Regions from separate parts of the Mus musculus genome. Here region 2 is linked to region 1. Evidence: chromatin contacts called from public HiChIP or PLAC-seq data. All regions are on one chromosome and are shown on one strand. The core of a region is the stretch at or near the end of the contact, and the rest is flanking DNA. Distances in the headings are between cores, read along the strand shown.

Region 1 (3,799 bases), core at 87-2,586:
GAGAAAATAACCTATCATCTTGATCTCTAATGTAAGTTACAGGCTTTGTATTGTGAGCCCTCCTCCTCCTCCTCTTCCTCCTCCTCCTCCTCCTCCTTCTTCTTTTCACATGATTATCATAAAACTTCGCATAATTGCCTGATGGTGAGGAAGCTTTATAAGCACTTGTCATCGTTTACTCTTAGTAAAATTAAATGCAATGGCCTTACGCTAATCCCCTGAGGGTGCATTTCATAATTTACCCACCTCCTGGCAATGAAGTGGGAGAACTAGTTTCCTGTCCATTATCCATGTGCTTTCACACTTTCTGAGGTTCCCCTCCCCCATTTCCTCCCTGGGGAATTATGAGGTTCTTTTTCTGGCATCAACACACCCCTCCTCCTGGAAACTCACTCATTTGATGTGACTCATTTCAACACTTTCAACCCTGTTAGCATGTAAATACATCTTCCAAAAGAGAAAAGACAGATAATAAACAGAAACCAATTTTAGGAGAAATCCCACAAATATACTGAGACTCATTCCTAAATGCACCACTTTAAATCAATTCTCTCCAAAACCAAGTTCTCATGGGTCATTCACCCCACTTAATGGACTTTACATGTGGATGCCCCCTACCCCCAACACCCTGCATCCTCACAAAAGAAGCTAATAGGCCATTTAAAAAGGATTTATCCCTGCATGCTAACCAAGGTTAGATCTTATTATCTGCATATTTTTCTTCTTAAACCTCTACTGAATTAAAAAAAAACACACAGTTTAAAAAGAAATTTCAGAAATGGAACATCGTCCGCGGGGAAATCAGGACATTACATCTCCATTGTCACATAACGGACCGGTTTGCAAACTGCGTCCAAGATTCAGACTGACAAAACCTTACTGAGTCTTCGCAAATAACATTAAATTGTCTCCTTAAAATAGATGACAGGAAACTTTGGGTCATTTACTTAGACTAATTCCTCTTTTAAAAAATGGCAATATGAAACTTTCTAGAATCTTTGTTTTCTCATAAAAATTTGACACTAAGCAACAATGCCCTCCTCCTTTCAGTAGTTCAGACCCAATTTTCTCTCAAGAACCAATGGAGGAAAGAGCTTTTAAACAGTGCCAGGCCCTGGGGGTGGGGGTGGGGGTGGGGAAGATCAATCTGTTTGTAGGCCCAGCTGCAATCGACCTGGTGATCCGAGCTGGGCACATTTACCTCAGTGCTGAGAGACTCAAGAAGCAACTATTTCCCCTAAACCTGTTAGTGGCTCACAGTAACATGATGCTCTTGCATTTGAGATTGGGGTTAATTCTTGGATGAGTTTTCTGATACACTTCAGAGTGGTGGCTCTCAACCTGTGGGCCACTTCCCCTTTCGGGGTCAAACAACCCTTTCACAGGGGTTGCCTAAGACCATTGGGAAACATAGATATTTACATTACAATTCATAACAATAGCAAAGCGACAGTTATGAAGTAGCAACAGAAATACTTTATGTTTGGGGGCTCACATCGCTAGGGAAGTTGAGAGGCACTGCTTCAGAGTCACATTCAGCAATGAATTTTTTTAAGGATTATTTTTATGTTCTGTGTATGAATGTTTTGCCACATGCATGTCTGTGCACTACATACATGTAGCACCCACATCAGACCCCCCCTTGAACTAGTGTTATAAATGGATGTTAGCTGCTATGTGGAGGGTGGGAAACAAACTCACATCTTCTGAAAGAACAGCAAGTGTTCTTAACCGCTGAGCAATCCCTCCAGCCTACAGATAGTGAATTCCTGAGAAGGAGGTTGTATTTCATTATGACTGTTTATGTTGTTTTATAACATAGAAAAACAGAACATTCCATTTACTAGCTGGCAAAGGAGAGAGGGCACAGTAGGGTACAGGAACTGCTCACCTGTTTTAATGACACATCTCAGGCAGGCGTGACAGCTCTGCTGGGGATCTTGGCTATCCAAGGCCAATGTGTGACATCTGTTGGCCATAGCCCTGACTTCTTTCAGATTCCTATGAGGTACATAAGTAAAACACTATGTGTCTAGGAGAAGTGTGTACCAAAACCTTTATTGGAAGCCCTAATACAGAAAACAGATTTATTTAAATATCCAAGCACGGGGTTCAGAGAAATGGTTCAGTGGACACTTGCTGAGTTGGGTCCTTAGGATCCACATGGTGGAAGAAGAGAACAACTCCTGCCGGTTGTCTTCCGGCCTCTACATAAAAACTACAGAATACATACATCCTATGTGCATATGCTCCACACATATGCATACAAAATAAGTAAACACAAAAATAAATCCAGAGAATCTCTTAGTAAGTTATATACATGTAACATATATGCCTATTATTGTGGTCATACAGACACACATAACATCAATGTAACTTCTGTAGGTATCTATCTTTGTAGAGTCCTACAGTGTTTGTCCTTTTTGTGGCTGGCTTATCCACTTAACATAGCATCTCCAAGATTCATCCATGCAGTAGCACATGTCAGGGTTCCCACCTTTTGAAGATGAAAATATTTCATTGTGCATATAAGCCACATTTTAGCCATCAATGGATACAGGGTTATTTTCATGGTTGAGTGTTGTAAATCCTACTATGGTTACCAATAGCTACTCAAATATCTCCTTGAGCTACTGCTCTCGCCAGCTTTTGTGTACCCACCCAGAAGGGGAATTTCAAAGTTATACAGTGTTTCTCGCTTTGCTCTACTGAGACACTCGCCATATCAGTCATGTGGTCCAGCCCAGCACAAGGTTCTAATTTCTCCAAATCATTGACAACACTATTTTCTGTCTGCTGTTGTTTGTGGGTACCAGTTATCTGAGAGGTGGTATTTCACCATGCTTTGGGTTCCCATTTCTCTGATGCCTTTGGATGGTAATGATCTTATCCTGTGTTGATTGGCCACTTCTCTACCTATTTTGGGGGAAACATTTGAGTCACTTGCCCATTTTTAAGCTGGAGCAACTCATTTAAAAAAATTAATTTGTGCTTCCAACTAAAATTTGAAGAAACAACTCCAATGACTGAGAAAAGATGAAAAAAATCTTCAAATGATTAATCCATGCCATCTGCCATTTTCCATCCCAGAGCCATCCATCTGGGCTTAGGAGCAGACTTTAAGGGTTTCACCCTAACTTTCCATTCGTTAGGGTGGAAAACTCACCATGCCTCTCCATAGGAAAACACCTCTGAGTTCACATTGCTTTACAATCATCAAAGTTAATTTCCACCCACATTTACGATAAGGCATTTTGCCAGCTAAATCGCTATGCTTGGCAATATATCAACAGATTAGAATTTCAGGATATTTTCCTGGAAAGAGAGATGTCTGTGGAAAGGCAGTTTCTACTCCAGGGTCCCTCACTGCTTTGTGGGCTACAGCTTGTACTGATGTGACATGCACACTAAAGAAAGAGAATGTAAACCTAGGCCAGAAGTCTCGGGTAAGGTTTGACCTGGCCAGAAAGTAACTTTTGACAGCATTTCCCACTAATAAAAAGAACTTACAGGCTGAAAAGAAGGGATTTATGAGAAGCTGTTGAAATGGGCACAGGGATTGTGTTGTTTCCATTCCCGCCCCACCCTCCTTCCTTATGGCCCTCTGCTCTTTCACAGTCTATGCCTGCCATTGAGCCCAGCACACATGCTTTGATCCCTTGATTAATGACACTTGTGGACTTATCCCAGTCTCAGAATAGCATCTATCTGAAAAATTCAAGAAACAATAAAAAACAAATGTCTAAACCAATTTTGGGGTCATGCCCTGGGCTGCGTCCTTCTCTGTGTCCGGAGGCAG
Region 2 (3,602 bases), core at 632-3,131, 230 kb before region 1:
CCTCCCTCCCTCCCTCCCTCCCTCCCTCCCTCCCTCCCTCCCTCCCTCCCTCTCTCTCTCTCTCTCTCTCTCTCTCTCTTTCTTTCTTTCTTTCTTTTCTTACAGTTTCACCATGTAGCCTTGGGTGGCTTTGAACTCATAAAGCGCTGCCTGCCTTCACCTTTGCTGGGATTTAAGGCATGTACCACCTTGGCCAGTGGAACTGTGAGGTCTACCTACTGCATTGAACTTGTCCTGGTTCTTAACTGATCCTCTGAAAAACATTCTTCCCAATTTCTTGATGCAGAAAGTAGAGCCCACTGACTCTCATAGAGTCCCATAGCTGTGATACAGGGAAAACCAGTTTAGATCAGCCTACATCCGGATTTTATCTCACTGTCATCTTAACTCACTGGAAGGTGGAGAGAAGAAGAGGGAGTTTAGGAGTGCCTATAAAACACCAGATACCTCTACTTTCAAGACTCTGGGGTCTTTAAGGCATTGGATATCGTTGGAATGCTATTTCTTTGTCTGTGCACATGCACTAAACAACTCTACTTTCAAGGCTCTGGGGTCTTAAGGCATTAGACCCCCATTAATGCTATTTCTTTTTCTATGCACATGTGTATATGGCTATGTGTGCCATCCAGAGGCCAGGGGAGGACATTTTCCTGTATTGATCCTCATCATATCCCCTTGACACAGGGTCTCTTGATGAACATGAAGCTGATGTTTTTAACCTTTTATTTTTTTGACTAGGGTAGCTGTCCAGCAAGCCCCAAGGATCCTCCCATCACTGTATAGCCTCTCTGCTGACTCTGCCTCCCCCACCCCCATAGTGCTAGAGTCACAGGTGTGCAGACCATGCCTGGCTTTTCACATGGATGAAGCTTAGAACCTTATCCTTGTTCAGCAAGCTTAGCTGCCTACTAAGTCATCACCCCCTGGGCTTGGTTAGAATACTAAAGGAGTGGATGACAATGGGCAGGCTCCACAGAGACTGGCTGGAGCCCGAGGGCCTCTAGGCTCATCTGGAAAGCATGGTCCAGTGGGGGCTTAATTCTGGCCTTTTCCTCACCCGCCTCCTATCTTCTCAGGAGAGGCTCAGCCAGACTGAAAAGTGTGAGTGCTTCATCTGCAGGCAATGGAAGAGACAAATCTCCAAGCGTGCTGACACCCTCTCCCTCCTCTCCTTCTCAACCCTGTTTATTCTGGAGATCGATAAAGATGAAGGAAAAGTCATTCCCAGGAGATGACCTGGCTCTACACGTTTGAAAAACACACTTATTCCTCCTTCCGCTGGGCCCCTCGCGCCCCCCCCCCCCCCGTGGCATTTATTTAAAGCAGAGCCACTTCTTGGAAGCATTGTGGGCTGTGGTGCTGGGTTAGAGAACTCTGTTTGCTCTGGTTGGATGGCCTTCCTGGTTGAAGATCTCTAGGTGTGGTCACATCTAGCCAGATCCAGTTTCAGACCAACAAAAATCTAGGCTCTTCATGCTTTGATTTTTTTGTTTTGTTTTGTCTTGTTTTGTTTGTTTTCACATGTATAAATCCATTGTTGGGTTCTCTGTAAGTCAGATGGAAAATGAAAGAAATTAAAATAGATGGTGATTTTCTCATAACTCTCACAGTAGAATCCCTTAAGCTTGTTTCCATTTTCTAGGACTGTGTCTGAGTGAAGTGGGGTGCCACTGGTTAGGGGAAGCAGAGTTTAAGTAGGTACTATGTTTCCCTCTGTGTCCTAGAGGAATTCTGAAGGATTTCTAGAAAACAACAAAACAGTTGACCCTGGAAGTTGCTTCTAGAGCTAATATTGTAGAAATAATATCGTCTTATCTCCCTGCCTTCATTGTTTTTGTGCATGTGGCAGGATTCCCCAGGGAGCCAGTGAAAGCTGTGTGGGCAGAGACATCCTTTCCTGTGTGATGTTTTCCCTCACACACAGTAGGAATCTAAGATAGATTTATACCCAGTTGATGTCTGTAGCCACTCCACCAACACCGAGGTTCGAGTCCGAGGTTCGAGTCTGTTGGTCTAGGAGGACTGCTGTCATCTACCAGTCCAGATGAGATGTCTAGATGTCAAGACATGCCCAATGAGGCAGACTCTTGCCATTTCACTCCTCTCTTGCAGTTCATCAAAGGGACTCTTTGCCCATCAGGGAGGAGAAAAGAATGAAATTCTCGTTTTAAATGTAGTAGCCTCCTCCTACAGAATTGACTTCTGCAATCTTTTTATATGCAAGAAAAATAATCTCTTAGGATTATCAGACAAAATTCAAATCATTTTCGAGAACCTATTGAAACCACTTTGTTTTAGGGATTTTAATAAATGCTGGCATGTGAATAAATGAAAGTCTTGTGTCTTTGGGGACTGTATACTATGGGTAGTGACAGTAGGTCCCTAGGAGCAGATGACAAAGTTATAAGGTATAGGGATGACTCCAAGAAAGGAGGCAAACACACTACAGAGTGAGTCACAATGACTTTATTCTTAAAAACAAAACAAACAAACAAAACCCTCCCCAATCCCACGCATCTACCTATCCCCTTCCCCCCACCATTGCAAACTCCCCCCACCAAAAGAAAAAATATCTTATTGTGGAAGCTGTAGTGTGTCACAGTGCGTCCCACACTGTGCCCTTTTGTCCGTACTTCTTTGCTTGTAAATGTTTCTTACAGGGACTCATTCACCTGGTTTGAGGCCTGGGGCTTCTGCTACACCATCAATACAGGATCCTCCCTGGGACTCCTCTTGGATATCCTGTTGTTGCTCTGCATCATGGAGATCCTGCAGCTTTGGATCTGCAGGGCCTACCCCTTCACACACGACAGCAGTTCATAGATGGGGTGGATGCTGGGGTGGGTCAACTCAAAACCTTGAACTTGGGCCTGGGAGGAATCTGAGCTGGTCAGCCTGCCAGATCTCTCCTGTACCCAGAAAGTTCAGGGGTTCTCCAGCGTTTACCCAGCAACGGGCAGAGACAGCTCTCTCAATCTCATGCTCTCGGGGCTGGCTCACCCATGCCTAAGTTGTCAGGGCCAGCTCTACTCTCTTGCCCAAGTGAGGTGCAGGGTCCACTCTCCAAAGTGCTACAGCAGGCAAAGTCTAGGACAGCTCTCCTGCTCTTATGCCATCAGGGCTGGCTCACCCACAGTCCCCACACCCAAGGCCAGCTCCACTTTGCTGCCCACGCTAGGTGCAGAGCCCGCTCTCCTGCGTGTTGCAGCTGGCAAAGGATAGCACCAGCTCTCCTAACTGTTTTAGATGGCGAGGAATGAAGAGGGGAGGATGGCATCTCTCCCTCTTCACCACCAGCACATGGCAGACAAGTGTCAGGGCCAGTTCTCCCGTGCTCACACCCTCCTAACCATCTTGCCAGTGACCTACCACTAGGGTCAGTTTTACTGTGCTTCCCAGGTGAGATATAGGACCCATTCTCTCGAGTGCTGCAGTTGGCGAGGGGCAGGGGCAGCTCTCCTGCTCTCATGACAACCATGATGCCCAGGTGAAGGGGTGGGCCATTTCTGCACAGCTCTCAGACATCAACATGGTCCCAGGTTGCAACCCAGACCAAAGATGTATGCCTGGTCTTTGGTGGTAACAGACACCTGTGGCTGCAG

Evidence for each region. HiChIP or PLAC-seq counts read pairs in DNA pulled down with a chosen protein or histone mark.
Region 2: a contact with region 1 is called in an H3K27ac HiChIP or PLAC-seq map of large pre-B cells, with 2.2 times the contacts expected there. The contact joins two enhancer-like sites. A contact is called at or near these places in 2 of 39 promoter capture datasets (the C10 cell line and stem cell-derived epiblast-like cells), 1 of 15 datasets of contacts at CTCF or cohesin (large pre-B cells), 1 of 115 datasets of contacts at active chromatin or transcription factors (large pre-B cells) and 2 of 9 other capture datasets (adipose tissue and liver).

What each region holds. Positions count from the first base shown.
Region 1 is chr17:73,414,133-73,417,931 of GRCm38.p6, reverse strand. No RefSeq gene overlaps it. Among named protein-coding and RNA genes, the nearest start is that of Capn13, 17 kb to the right of the region's middle. Within about 2 kb of position 1,336, at least 26 of the 459 cell types and tissues checked have an H3K27ac peak or open chromatin away from gene starts, as enhancers often do.
Region 2 is chr17:73,641,335-73,644,936 of GRCm38.p6, reverse strand. The region is part of intron 1 of Galnt14 (polypeptide N-acetylgalactosaminyltransferase 14); the gene reads left to right. Among named protein-coding and RNA genes, the nearest start is that of Gm46602, 24 kb to the left of the region's middle. Within about 2 kb of position 1,881, at least 6 of the 459 cell types and tissues checked have an H3K27ac peak or open chromatin away from gene starts, as enhancers often do.